Linked DNA regions of Sus scrofa: region 1 is linked to region 2. Evidence: chromatin contacts called from public Hi-C data. All regions are on one chromosome and are shown on one strand. Each heading gives the region's core, a stretch centred on a gene start, on an enhancer-like site or on the middle of the called end of the contact. The rest is flanking DNA. Distances are from core to core; before and after follow the strand shown. Region 1 overlaps IGFBP7 (insulin like growth factor binding protein 7). Region 2 holds the start of POLR2B (DNA-directed RNA polymerase II subunit RPB2).

Evidence for each region. Hi-C and Micro-C count contacts between places; a contact is called where the count stands out from the background.
Region 1: a Hi-C map of liver shows a contact between it and region 2, with 2.2 times the contacts expected there. The contact joins the enhancer-like site here to the promoter of POLR2B in region 2. A contact is called at or near these places in 1 of 5 promoter capture datasets (fetal skeletal muscle), 3 of 47 Hi-C or Micro-C datasets (heart right ventricle, liver and skeletal muscle) and 1 of 2 datasets of contacts at active chromatin or transcription factors (skeletal muscle).

What each region holds. Positions count from the first base shown.
Region 1 is chr8:56,301,123-56,307,479 of Sscrofa11.1, forward strand. All of the region lies in intron 1 of IGFBP7 (insulin like growth factor binding protein 7), which reads right to left. Among named protein-coding and RNA genes, the nearest start is that of IGFBP7, 54 kb to the right of the region's middle. Within about 2 kb of position 4,404, at least 40 of the 83 cell types and tissues checked have an H3K27ac peak or open chromatin away from gene starts, as enhancers often do. A contact at or near this core is called in liver and skeletal muscle, where this site is marked.
Region 2 is chr8:56,230,568-56,236,949 of Sscrofa11.1, forward strand. POLR2B (DNA-directed RNA polymerase II subunit RPB2) reads left to right here and starts at 2,163. Exons shown (of 25, transcript XM_003129037.5): 1 at 2,163-2,318. The coding sequence starts at 2,300. It overlaps LOC100621115 (nitric oxide-associated protein 1-like), which reads right to left and starts at 1,615. Exons shown (of 7, transcript XR_002346682.1): 1 at 1-1,615. It also overlaps the pseudogene LOC100620901.

The DNA.
Region 1 (6,357 bases), core at 3,154-5,653, 73 kb after region 2:
CCTCTCTTACAGAACACTCCTCAGATATGACCTGGGATGTCCTCACCATGTTATCACTAAAAAAATAAAAACAAAAACCCCAGAGCACTCTGGGGGAGAGACCGCTTGGCTCTGGGTCCTTGTCCACCCACATTTACAGAATAAGGAACCAGGCGGGTCTGGGAATTTTCTCTTTGGGTTGGAAGTACACGTGCCCATCACGAATGTGCCCTAGAGTGCAATTACGTGGTGCCGCTGACATCCACCAGGCTGGGAGGCTTTCCTGCCTGGTTCTGCAGCTCTCACCCCACAGATCAGCCTAAGCCCAGGGTTTCTGGAATGTGCTGGGTTCCACACTCAGACTGTAGCTCTCACTCAATGCATGTGGACACCATAGTTGAGTATAAGACTCCTCCCAGTTATAAAGGATTTGCCAACTACACTCCTCTTCCCTCAAGATGCTGGCTCCTAAAATAGTTCAGAGAGAGTATGTGCATTCATACCAAAAAAGGAGGACCTGAGAATGCAGTGACACACCACATAAGGAGATCAAGAGTTCAGACAACTTGGCCAAACCTCCACAATGGATTCCAATAACACACCGAGGGGAAAAGCCCTGAACAAAAGTACAAGACGGGCAAAGAATAGTAGGAAGGCACTACGGCCCCAAGAGGGAAGCAGATGAAACACATGGAAGCTTCCTGATATTAAAGAAGGGGAAGCAGGAACTGTGGGCTAATTAAGGGCAGAGCCATCTGCCAAGACCAAGTCACTCAGGGACACTGGGAGGTGGGGGTACAGCAGCTGACCTTATGGGAACTGAGCCCACAGTCCCACAGGAGGCCGTGGAGGGACCGTGCGGTGGAGGGTGGAAGGGGGCCCCTGGTACTGGAGGTGCGTGACTTGGGGCGTCTCGGGAGAGGACTCTGGAGGCTGTGCAGCAGGATAGGCACAGGTGGGGCCTGGGAGCCTAAGACAAGGTGGTAGGTGATGCGATGGACAGAGAGGGATGGGCAGGCCCCACAGTTTTGCAGGGAGAGCCACACTGGCACAGGAAGCTGCAGGGAGGGAGGGAGTCCAGGCCTCCGGCTATGCAGGGCTGCCAGCAGAGAAGGCACTGGCAGGAGAACGGGGAGTTGCCCTGGGCGATGAGGGGTGCTGGACCCGGGTAGAAGGGAGACGCCCGCAGACGCCTGCTGCCTGGTTTACACTATATCCCTGGGCAGGCTGGGGGGTCCTTGGTGTGGAAGGGACACAGCGCTGGCTGGCTCTCCAGGAATTCCATCAGCTCAGCTGGCTGCAGCCACCAGCCTGTCCCCCCAGCAGAGGAGAACAGAGGAGCAGACAGCTAAGACATCGCTCAGCCACCAGCCACTTACAAGCAGGGACAGTGAGTCCCCTGGAGGCTGGCCGGCCAGCCAGCACCACACAGCCCTGGTGACAGCGCACACGAGCCCTCAACTCCTGCTGACTCCTGTTACCTCTGGTTAATGAGACCCCATTCTGGCTGCATTCTGATGCTCAAAGTCTTTCCAGACAGCACTAGCCAATGTTTCCTATAGTGTCTGTGTTACACCACACATTCAGATGTCCGTGACTGTGAATCCTACAATGGCTCAAAGTTATCACCAGTTTGACCTGACCATGGAACACAGACAGCAAGTCGTGGGAGTTCTTTTTAATTCTTTTTTGGCTGCCCTGAGGCACGTGGAGTTCCTGGGCCAGGGGTCAGACCCGAGCTGCAGCTGTGACCTGTCCTGCGTTATCTGATGCTGCAGAGACACCTCGGATCCTGCTGCACCATAGTGGGAACCCCCATAGGAGCTCTCCTGTGGTGCAGCAGATTAAGGAGTCAGTCAGCGTTGTCTCTGCTGTGGCAGAGGTTCGATTCCTGTCCCCAGAACTTCCACATGTTGCGGGCATGGACAAAAAGAGACATCGAAACCCTTACTATTTGCTCCTTGCAACCCGACCTCGTACTTGATGATGTCTGATTCTTCCCCTAACCCGTAAAGGTCCAGCACGAGATGGGAGGATGTGAACAATGGGGTCTGACTTCAGGCCAAGGGTCCCCCCACAGGTGATTCTGGTCCATGGGGGCTGGGGCATTCTCAGAGGAACCCAGCATCAGCTAAAGTAAATCCACGAAGTATTTCAGACCAAGCCCAGATGTACAGGGAAGGGCTCACCCCAGGAGCCATGGTGGCTGAGCTAACCTGGGCTGCGTGGGCAGCGTTGCCCAGGGAGGTGAGCATATCATGAGCTGGAACATGCAACTGCCATCATAACCCCAGCCTGATCCATGGCCACCAAGTTCAATTAGCAGGCTACACTTTGGTTTGGTTTGAGTGTACGGAAAAACTGACTTTATTCAGGGCACCTTTAAGAAGGGAGACTCCCCAGTTACATATCTTGTTCTCACGCCAGCAGAGCCTTACAAACATTTCCCCCACGTTCCATGGGCCTGTGCTATCTGGACTAGGACTCACCTTAAACCCAAAGTGTTAAAATGTTGGGTCACTTTTTCCTATTCTGCAAGCACACAACTGGGGGGGGGGGGTGTGCGGGGGTGGGGGGAGTGTTTCCACCAGGGGCACTTATTGCACTGATTTTGGGCTTCCTGGAAATCCCCGAGTGAGCTCCTGAGACACTCCATCCTTGAGCTCCTGCTCCCCCACATGCACCCAGGGCTTGAAATTCTCAGGTGTTGGAAGTGTCCCCTGGTCTCAGCTGCGAGCTACGAGGAGAAGCTCACCCATCTGCTGAGCTTAGTCCCTTAACAGGACTTGCAGTCTGGCCAGTTCCACAGAACGGCATTGTTACTGAACCCTGGGTGTGAGGGACAGCCAAGTGGCCTTCGGCTCCAGGGGGCTGGGCTTGCTCAGCCTGTGCCTGGAACATTTCTGAAAGCTGAAGTCTGCAGCCTGAGTCCCCGGGAGGCCAGGAAAGACCTGCCATGGGGCCAACCTCTGCTACCCCGCATGCACTGGGCAGCACGGGCTCCAGGCAGCGTGCTCCCCAGGGGCTTTAGTGTCAGAGAACCAGCCAGGCCCTGCACTCCACTATCCATGGAGGAGATGAGCTGTAGGGCCCCAGGAGACCAGGCCAGGTGGACTGCTCCCAAGCCACCTGTGGAACTGCCAGTGCAGGGTCAGCCTTTCAGATGAGGTGTTGTCAAACAGAAAGTGTTCAGTCTCTGGAAGGTGATGGGGTTGGGAAGCCTTTGGCAGAGGGACGTCCACAGAAACAAGAGGCTCTAGGAGGGACAGTGTCTGGAAGGCTGCTGTGCGCCATGCGGAGTGGGGGCCCAGCACCCAGGCGGGGCTGCACCTCCAGAGTTGCCTGTGGGTCTAGTAAGGTTGGGGAGGTGGAAGTTGAAGCTGGAAATTATTCTCAACTCCCCAGGGAGAACCAGTCACTGGAATCATGGCTTCAGAGCCTGAGATGTTCCGATGGTGAGAAAGACACAGAGGTGGAAAATAAGAGAGAAGGAGAAATGAGGCTCCCGGGTGTTGCCGGGTCTGGGGCAGGGGGACCCTGGGAGGTGCTAGCACTGAGCAGGAGGTACCCAGCTGGGGTGAGCAGCAAGGGGTGGAGAAACCCACCAACAACACTTCCTGATGGCCACCATCAGGCATTGGCCCCTGGGGAGCGCGGGGAGGGTCTGACTCTCCCTCATCCGTCAGCAGGTCAGCAGCCCTGCGGTGCCAGCTCCCAGACTCAACAGTTTTCCTTCTGGGCGCTTTTCTGTTGCTCAAAAGCACAGCATCTGGTCCACGCCCCGCCTGCCTTCAGAATCCAACCAGAAATGGGGTGCCACGGTCCAGCCTGTGTCCAGTAAAGTCCCCTCGATCTGCACCCCTCGCCTCAGGGCCTCTCTGCTGAGACACGTGTGACTGGGCTTTGAGGCCCGCCGCCGGATGAGCTACGAGGGGACCCAGGGCGGGGCGGGCCCAGCTCGAGCTGGCATCCTCCCGGGTACGCCTCTGCCTCGGGCGGGCGCCGTCACTCACTCGGAGGTTATGGTCGCGTCCCTGGCAGATAGTCCAGACATTAATCAGCGGCGCAGAACGGCCCCCTGTTCTCGCTCAGGGTTCTCCCTCCTTTGTGTGCCCTCTGGCTATTTCCTGTCCTCTGGGATCTCAGGGACCGAAAGCGCTAGGCTGTTCCCCTTGGTTTAGCTCTGCTGTGTGAGCCTTCCTCCCAGCAGACGAGAGCGCTGTTGGTCCGCAGCTTGCATTTCCAGCCTGCTTAGGCTCAGGCTGGCACAGCCCCTGCTCCCACCCTGTGGCTAATCCTTGTCCGTGTCTGGTCTGCTTATTGCCTTGGCTGCTCTGTGAACACAAGGAGCGGGATGTGGGTGCAAAGGGCCGGCTGAGCTTGGAAGGGCTGGACCCTTGGAGAGGCTCAGACTCGCCAAGTAACTCTGCTCAGAAAATCGGGGAAATGGGCGTGTCCCTCCGATCTGCGGAGGAGGGGACTTCCGGGGAACCCGGGACCAGGCAGAAGGGTTTTGCTCTTTTCAGGGGTGAGGCAAGTCGAGCTCGCTCTCATCACCCTGATGGGTGTGAGCTCTGAGAAACAGGATCAGGTGAAGCAAAGCTCTTCCACCGAGTGGAGAGCAGGTCATGTGGGCCCTGGGGCAGGAGACAATCTTGCGCTCTTACTTGTACTGATCTGATCACAGAGCTTTACTGTGACACACTGATTATTTTTAGGCCCTGATTATTTTTCTATAATTAGCGGTTCTTTCCTTCTTTTTGAGTTTGTTTTCTTTGAGTTGTTTTTTTTTTTTTGGCCACACCTGAAGCACCTGGAAGTTCTTGGGTCAGGGATGAAACCTGAGTCACCTCAGTGACAAGGTCGGAGCCTTAACCCACTCACTGCACCACAAGAGAGCTCCTCCTTGAGTTAATTTCTTTTACAACACAGGAAAAAACCCAAACGAGGGGTTTTCATGGTTTCCATAGGAGACTGGGTTTAAAGGTGACACTGCTGCATCTCTATGAGGGCTGGGGGCAGCAGCCACATACAAAGTCTGCTAGGAAAGTCCCCCCACTAACACACACACACACACACACACCTGGGTGGCCCTCAGCTCCAGCCTTGGACATTTTATCCTTCTCTTTAACCTTGGACATTTTACTTCTCTTTAAGGAAACTAATTTCCTCACAGAGCAGCAGCTGGGGTTTTAGACTTGGCGTCTCTTCAGAGTAGCCATGCATAAAAGAAGGAAACTCATTCTTTATAAACTTGGAGAAGAAAATGTCCTCGATTTTCCTGAAATTGACTTGGGAGCTGTGGTTTACACATCCTGAGCCGCGCTCTTGGTATATTCTCAGGGAATTGCCAGCGACAGTGTGACCCCTTCAGGAAGCTGGGGGCTTCAAAGGTGAGGCCTGTACACAAGGGGGCGGACACCTGCTCTGCCTGTAAAGAGGAGGAAACGTGGAAAAGGACCACGGCCTCTGAGCCTGTAAATCAGCTGCATCGACACCTAAGGAAAAGAAACTCAAGAGATAAAGCAAGCAAGGTCCTGGGAGACGCTTGGCGAGGTCTTGATCTCAGGAGCGGAGATCAGCTCATTTATACACAGTTCTGAGTAGTTTTTTTTTTTTTTTAAATAAGCAAAAGCATTTGAACCTACACAACAATAATGCAGAGTAACAGGTACTCCACAGAGTCAGCACCTGACAGACAGTGCTTTCCCGATGTCCCAGGGCATGTTCAGAAGGGGACTAAAGGACGGATCTTTCTGGAACATAGTGATCATGGAAAAACTGAGCTGGTGAGAGCTTTAATTCCTATAATAAGGGGGGGATCCAAAGAAAAATGTCATCTACTTATTAATAATCATCCCCTGTAATTAGAGCACCAGCTTCTCCTTCTGCCTACATGAATTTATTCTTTTTTTTTTTTTGGTCTTTTTAGGGCTGCACCTGTGGCATTTGGAGGTTCCCAGGCTAGGGGTCAAATCAGAGCTGTAGCTGCTGGCCTACACCACAGCCACAGCAACACGGGATCCGAGCTGCATCTGCAACCTACACCACAGCTCATGGCAACGCCGGATCCTTATCCCACCGAGCAAGGCCAGGGATCAAACCCATGTCCTCATGGATACTAGTTGGGTTCATTATTGCTGAGCCATGACAGGAACTCCCAAGTTGAATTTACTCATTAAGGGAAAAATCCTCATGGAAAAAGGTATAAAAGTTGAGAAAGACTGACAATGACACTAACTACACTGAATTTCAGCACTGCACTAAGCAGGTCAAAACACAGAGTGGATGAATTCACTCAGGTCCTCCATGAACTGAGGCTGTGGGTGATGTGAGGGACGGAAAGACGATGGGCTCAGATTCCATCTGGTACAGAGT
Region 2 (6,382 bases), core at 913-3,412:
CCCTGTCGATAGCCTCAGCGCCCTTGGCGATGCAGTAATCGGACTCCAGGAGCGTGTTGAAGAGGGTGGACTTGCCAGCGTTGGTGGCGCCAACCAGGTAGACGTCGCCGCGGTAGCGCCAGGAGCGCTGGAGCGCGGAGATCAACTCTTCGACTCCGTAGCCAGTCTTGGCGCTGATGAGCCGCACGTCCCTAAGCACCGCGCGGGACTTGGCCGAGTGGTTCGCCTTCTCCGCCTGGTCCCGCGGCTGCTTCCGGCCGGGGTGTTGGGACCTCCGGGAGCCAGGGGGCGGCAGGAGCCCGACGCGGGCACAGTCGTCCCACAGTCGCTCCCGGATGCGCTGCCGGTATCCGGGGGCGTCCTGGGGCAGCAGGTCCACCTTGTTCCCCAGCACGATCAGCTGCTTGGGGCCCACGAGCGCGGGCAGGTGGCGCAGCAGGGCGTCGGGCAGATCCAGCAGGTCCACCATGTATAACACCAGGGCGGGCTCGGGCCGCCGCAGCGCGGCGCTCACGAGCTCCAGGTACTTCTCGGGACTCACCTGCAGGCGTAGGGCGCGCCGGTGGTGCACCAGCAACCAGCAGCGCTGGCACACCGTCCTCGCCAGCCCGCCGTCCGCCTGCGCCGCCGCGCGGAGGAACTTCTCGCTGGGCAGGTAGCCGGGCACGCCGGGGTCCTGGCAGTGCAGCTCCGCCCCGCATCCCGAACAGTTCAGGCCGCTGGGTGCCACCGTCGGGTCCGGGTGCCCCACGACCGGCTGCGCCCGCTGCACCCGCCGAGCGGCCCGGAGCTTCTGCTGGCGCCGCTCCTCCCGCCGCTGCTGCATCTGTCGTTCGTTCTCTTCTTGCCGCTGCTGCACCTCTCGTAGCTGGTCTTGGAGGGTCGGTGCGGGCTCCGGCTCCGGGATGTACTCGGGGAACAGAAAACTCTCCTCTAGGTCGGCCCTTCCTTCGCTGCCCCCAGTCGCAGTCCGGTACCGAGAACGCCCCCGGCCCAGGGCCCACGGGCGCTGGGATGAAAGGCTGGCCGCACATCTCCTCTCCAGGAGCGCGTCCTGGAGACCAAGGCGCGCGGCCGTGGGAGAGGCTCCCTGCAGGAAGCCGCACAGCAGCCTAGGAGCGAGGCGCGTGGGCAGCATGGAAACGCGGGCGCGGGCCAGGGGCGGGCCACCGGTTTGCCAGGAGCGCGTCCCGGAGACCAAGGCGCCTGGCCGTGGGAGAGCCACCTCGCAGGAGGCCGCACAGCAGCCTAGGAGCGAGGCGCGCGGGCGGCATGGGCACGTGGGCGCGGGCCAAGCGCAGGCCACGGGTTTGCACGCGCACTGCGGCCCCAGCTGCTTGGTAAACCGGAAAAAGCCTGGGACGACCAGAGAGCTGTCATTGGTCAGCGTCGCCCTTCGGCTCCTCCTCCCGATCGCATCTCGTGAGATCTCGCGATGAAGCCGCTGAGGCCCGAGAACCCACCTAAGGCGGAGCTAAAGGCACGGGAGGTCCGGGCTCGGCGGGGTTGGCTAGGTCAGCCAGCGAGTGAGGCTTTGGTCGGGCTTCGGCTGCTGCCTGCAGCTCAGAAATCGCACTTTTTTTTTTTTTTTTTTTTGGTCTTTTTACCATTAGGTTCCCAGGCTAGGGGTTGAATCGGAGCTGTAGCTGCCGGCCTACGCCAGGGCCACAGCAACGCCAGATCCGAGCCGCGTCTGGGACCTACACCACAGCTCACGACAATGCTGGATCCTTAACCCAATGAGCGAGGCCAGGGATCGAACCTGCAACCTCATGGTTCCTAGTCAGATTCGTTAACCACTGAGCCACGACGGGAACTCCAGAAATCGCACTTTTTAAACTTTAACAAAGCTGAGGTATAGTTGATGTACAGAGTAGTCATTTTTCAAAACTTTTTTTAAAGTTTTTGCAACTGAAAAAATAAAGCACAACTACATCCTTTTATTAACAAATCTTATTGTCTCCAGGGGCTACTATTTGTGCAACAACATTGCAAAACAAGACTTCATTCGGTAGCTGTGACGCGGCCCCGCGGGGCAGCCACAGAAGAGTCAACCCCCAAACTGCGCATGTGTAGCACTAACCTTTCGCAGGCCTTAGCCTACTTTCGCGCAGGCGCAAACCTTACGGCGGCTTCTTTGTGGGCGGGGTTTCGCGGGAGCCGCAGGATATTCTGGGAGCGCCGGAAACGGAAATCACTTTGCCTGGCGCTGCGGCCGGGGGGAGCCTGCTGGCGGTGGCTGCTGGCGGTGTCCTGCGTTTCACTTCGAGGATTGGGAGCTCCGGGGTCGTGTGCCAACATGTATGACGCGGACGAGGGTAGGTGACCCTTTAGAACACTGCGCGGCGAACCGTCGGAGGGGGGAAACGTGGGAGCCGGGCGAGTCGAGGGTTTGAGGCCTTCTTCCCCGCCCGCCGCGCGGGGTCCCCAGGCGTTTTCCCCTCCATCCCCGGGCCGGGGACGAACTAGGAGGGTGGACCGGCGGGGAGCGCAGCATTTATAACGTTTGTTGTCTCCACTGGCTGCTTCTGGAAAAGTGACACCCCCATCCGTCCGTATTGAAATAGCAGGCGGCTTCTGCGACCAGTACCGGTGTTTGGGGTTCATCTGAAGCAAAGGGCTCCTCGACTTCCCTTAACGTCAGAGATAGTGGATTTATTGAATAGTCGAATGTTTGAACGTCAGCTTGTGCTGGGCGATGTGCTAGGCTCTGCAAATACAGCCGGTGCAGAGAATACAGGGTGGGAGGGGGGATTGGGCTTGTTTGGCGTCCTTCACTCTGCTTTCCGCTTAAGTAAATTATCTTGAGAGATGACTTTTTTACTCAACAGGGCTAATATATACTCATTTTCTTTTTACATATAGCATCTTTAGTGTGTACCGCTTTTTCGTTATATGTATGTGTGTATGTACATATATGTATTTTTTTCTCTCTTTTTTGGCGGCCCCACGGCATTTGGAGTACCCAGGCCAGGGCTCAGATCCAAGCTGCAGCTAACGAACTAAGCCACGCCTGTGGAAACATTGGATCTTTAATTCACTGTGCTGGACTGGGGATCCAACCTGTGTTCCAGTGCTCCCAAGACGCCTCCAATTCGTTAGGCTACGGTGGGAACTCCTCTAATGCTTCCTCTTCCATTCTCCACAGCTATTGTTTCAAACTTCATTTTCTTCTAGCTCCCAATCTCGTTGACACTCCTCATATTTCTCCTTATTCCCTCAGAGAAAGTTGAAGCAAAAAATTAAACTCTACCGTTTAAGCTTCTGTTTCATTTTTATTCTGCATTTAGAAATTTATTAGCATCATTGTATTCTTTTTTCTTAACTGCTATCTCAGAAAAAAAATTCCGAAAAATATATACCTTTTTCTTTTTAGGACCGAAGCTGTGGCATATGGAAGTTCCCTGGGCTGGGGTTGAATTGAGTTGCAGCTGCTGGCCTACAGCACAACAATGCCAGATCCTAGCTGCATTTGCAACCTATGCCACAGCTTCTGGCAGTGCTGGATCCTCGATGGCCAGGCATTGAACTCACAGCTGCTCTGTTGGGTTCTTAACCCATTGAGCCATGATGGGAACTCCTCAGAAAAGTGTTTTTAGCTAAATTTTTTTTTTTTTCCTGGCCAGCCCAAGGCATGTGCAAGTTCCTGGGCCAGGGATCTAACCTGTGCCACAGCAGTAACTAGAGCCACTTCAGTGACAACATAGGATTCTTAATACCCTGGGCCACCAGGGGACTCCATTAGCTTAATTTTTTGAGTAGGTAATATGTTCTCATTTCTCAAAAATGTTAATTAAGGTCTTATTCTTGTCCAGTGTCTGTCCCTTGTAAGCTTTCCTCACAGTAGCTAACTGGTTTGTTTAGATTTTTGTCTCTAGATGCTTTATGCATTTGCAGGCAAATAGAGAAGGGATTCTCTTCTTCCCTTTTTACAATTAAAAAGTAACATTCACAATTTTCTGCGCTTTTTTTTGACTGCACGTGTGACATGCAGAAGTTCCTATGCCAGGGATCAGACCTCTGCCACAGCAGTGACAACACAGTGTCAGGTCCTTAACCTGATGAGCCACAACAAAAAGTCCCTGCACTTATAAAATTTTGATATATATGCTAGAGGATTTTCATATCAGTACATAGCCAGCATCTTAAACACTTTTATTACTCTCTAATGCCAGATTTTGTGCTTTGGCTACATTGGCCTTTTATTCCTTGAATGTCTTTCACTGTGGAGTTTTGTGTGCACGTCTTTTCTGTTTGGAGTACTTCTTTCTCCTCCCGTCCCACACCCACTCTCTCCTTCTGCCTGGTTTACTCCTGTTTAGTCACACGTGAGGTCTCTCCTAACCTCCTTAGGTCCTGTTTGGGACTGCCCATATTACTTTGTTCTTCCTCTTAATTGACTTTATGTTGTCTTTACCTCCCTAGTAAGTGACAGTTTTTGGGGACACAGCCATGCTTTGTCTTGTTGAAGGTGATGCCTCCAATGCCTGGGACATAGGAAACAGTCATAGTCAATGAGTGTCTGATGAGTGGACGAATGACCAAATGTCTCCCTCACAGATTCCCTTTCCTTCACATGACTCTAAAGGGTTTTGGGGTTTTTTTGCTGTTTTTTTTTTTTTTTTTTTTTTTTTTTTTTTTCTTTTTGCCATTCTTGGGCTGCTCCCAAGGCATATGGAGATTCCCAGGCTAGGGCTTGAATTGGAGCTGTAGCTGCCGACCTACACCACAGCCACAGTAACACGGGATCTGATCCATGTCTGAAACCTACACCATGGCAATGCCGGATCCTCAACCCATTGAGCAAGGCCAGGGATCGAACCCAAAACCTCATGGTTCCTAGTTGGATTGTTAACCACTGAGCCACAACGGGAACTCCCTAAAGGGGTGTTTCTTAACAGCCTGCCTTCAGCCTGCCTTCTTGTAAACTCTACATTCTCTCAACCACTGGTTAATGGTTCTGGACTCATAGTAACTTGTTTATTTATTTTTAATTTTTTTTAATATGGATAGAAATTTCCTTTATTCTTTCTTTACCCCCGTTCCTTATGAACAAATAAAGAACTGTCTACAGCACAAAGGATGGTCTATTTTATTTTCAAAAGTAGTATGCAAAATATATACTTACAAATTCTAACCACATGATTACAAAGCATTACTTTAATAATTCTTTAGCATATGCCAAAAGCGCAATTAGCTAAAAAGACAAAATGTTTTATTTTAAAACATTGGAAAAACATTAAAAGACAAATGTCCATTATATAACCAAGAATGTTAAGTATTTGGAAACTGTCAATCTTCTAAAATGTGGTAGGCACTTCCAGAGGGCTAAATATTGCAAATTATCCTACCATACGTCTTCTTTAATACCAAAAATACTTGATATGATGAAAGAAGACACATCTAATTACTCAAAGTCACCAAGTTAGGGTTCAACTTAATTACAAGCAAAAGTTTTGTCCAAGATGTTCCTGACACATGAAGCTTCCAGCTGAATTTCAGAAATGTTAACAAAAGTATTTTCCTTTTTTGCCTGTGAATGTTTGAGTACTGCTGTATTGTTGGCTTATATCCACTACAGACACTGGTTCTAGGCCAGCCGAAGGGTCTTCAAGCATTGAAGGCTTGAAATACCTTTCCAACTCATTAGACATTCTCTTTTCTCTACCACGCCCTGATCCAAATGGCGTAGATGTCCTTGGAGAACCCTCATAGAGGATCCAGAGTAATCCACGTAAAGGGATTCTTAGTACCATGGCTGCCATACAGTAAGAGCTCGGCAAATGCTGGATAGTGTTACCTGGGGATGGGTCTGCTGTGGCCCTGGGGAGTAGCCGAATTGCTTCTGGGACCCCGAGGGGGGACCTGGAGTAATTGCCAGGGTAGCCTCCAGGGGACGGCGACCCGAACCGGCCCCCAGGGAAGCTGCCCCCCGTGTCGCAGAGAGTAGCCGCTCCCGTAGGGCCTAGACCTGGGCCCGTACCCGTCCGGCGGGGACGGCGGCCGCGGTCCACCTCCACCCGGGGTACCTCGGAAGCTGCTCCCACTCCCCCAGCCTCCTACACCCTGGCCAGGGTAAGGAGGAGTCGGGGGTCGAAAATTCTGTTGGTGCATCTGAAGAGACGGAGATGGCAACGAACACCAGGGCCTCGCAGGCACGTTCTCTGGACTCATAGTAATTTAGACTCTTAATTTGCATTTTGTATTGATTTTCAGTTGCCTACTGCATATATTTAAAGGGGATACATGATGTACAAGTCTAGCTAAAACTGCCTTCAGCATTACTTCTCCTTTTCTAACCTTACTAGCTTCTCCTGTGTGGATGGCTGTGGTTATAGCATCTTGTGTGCCATCAAGCCCAGAAGTCACTAAGCCGTGTTGG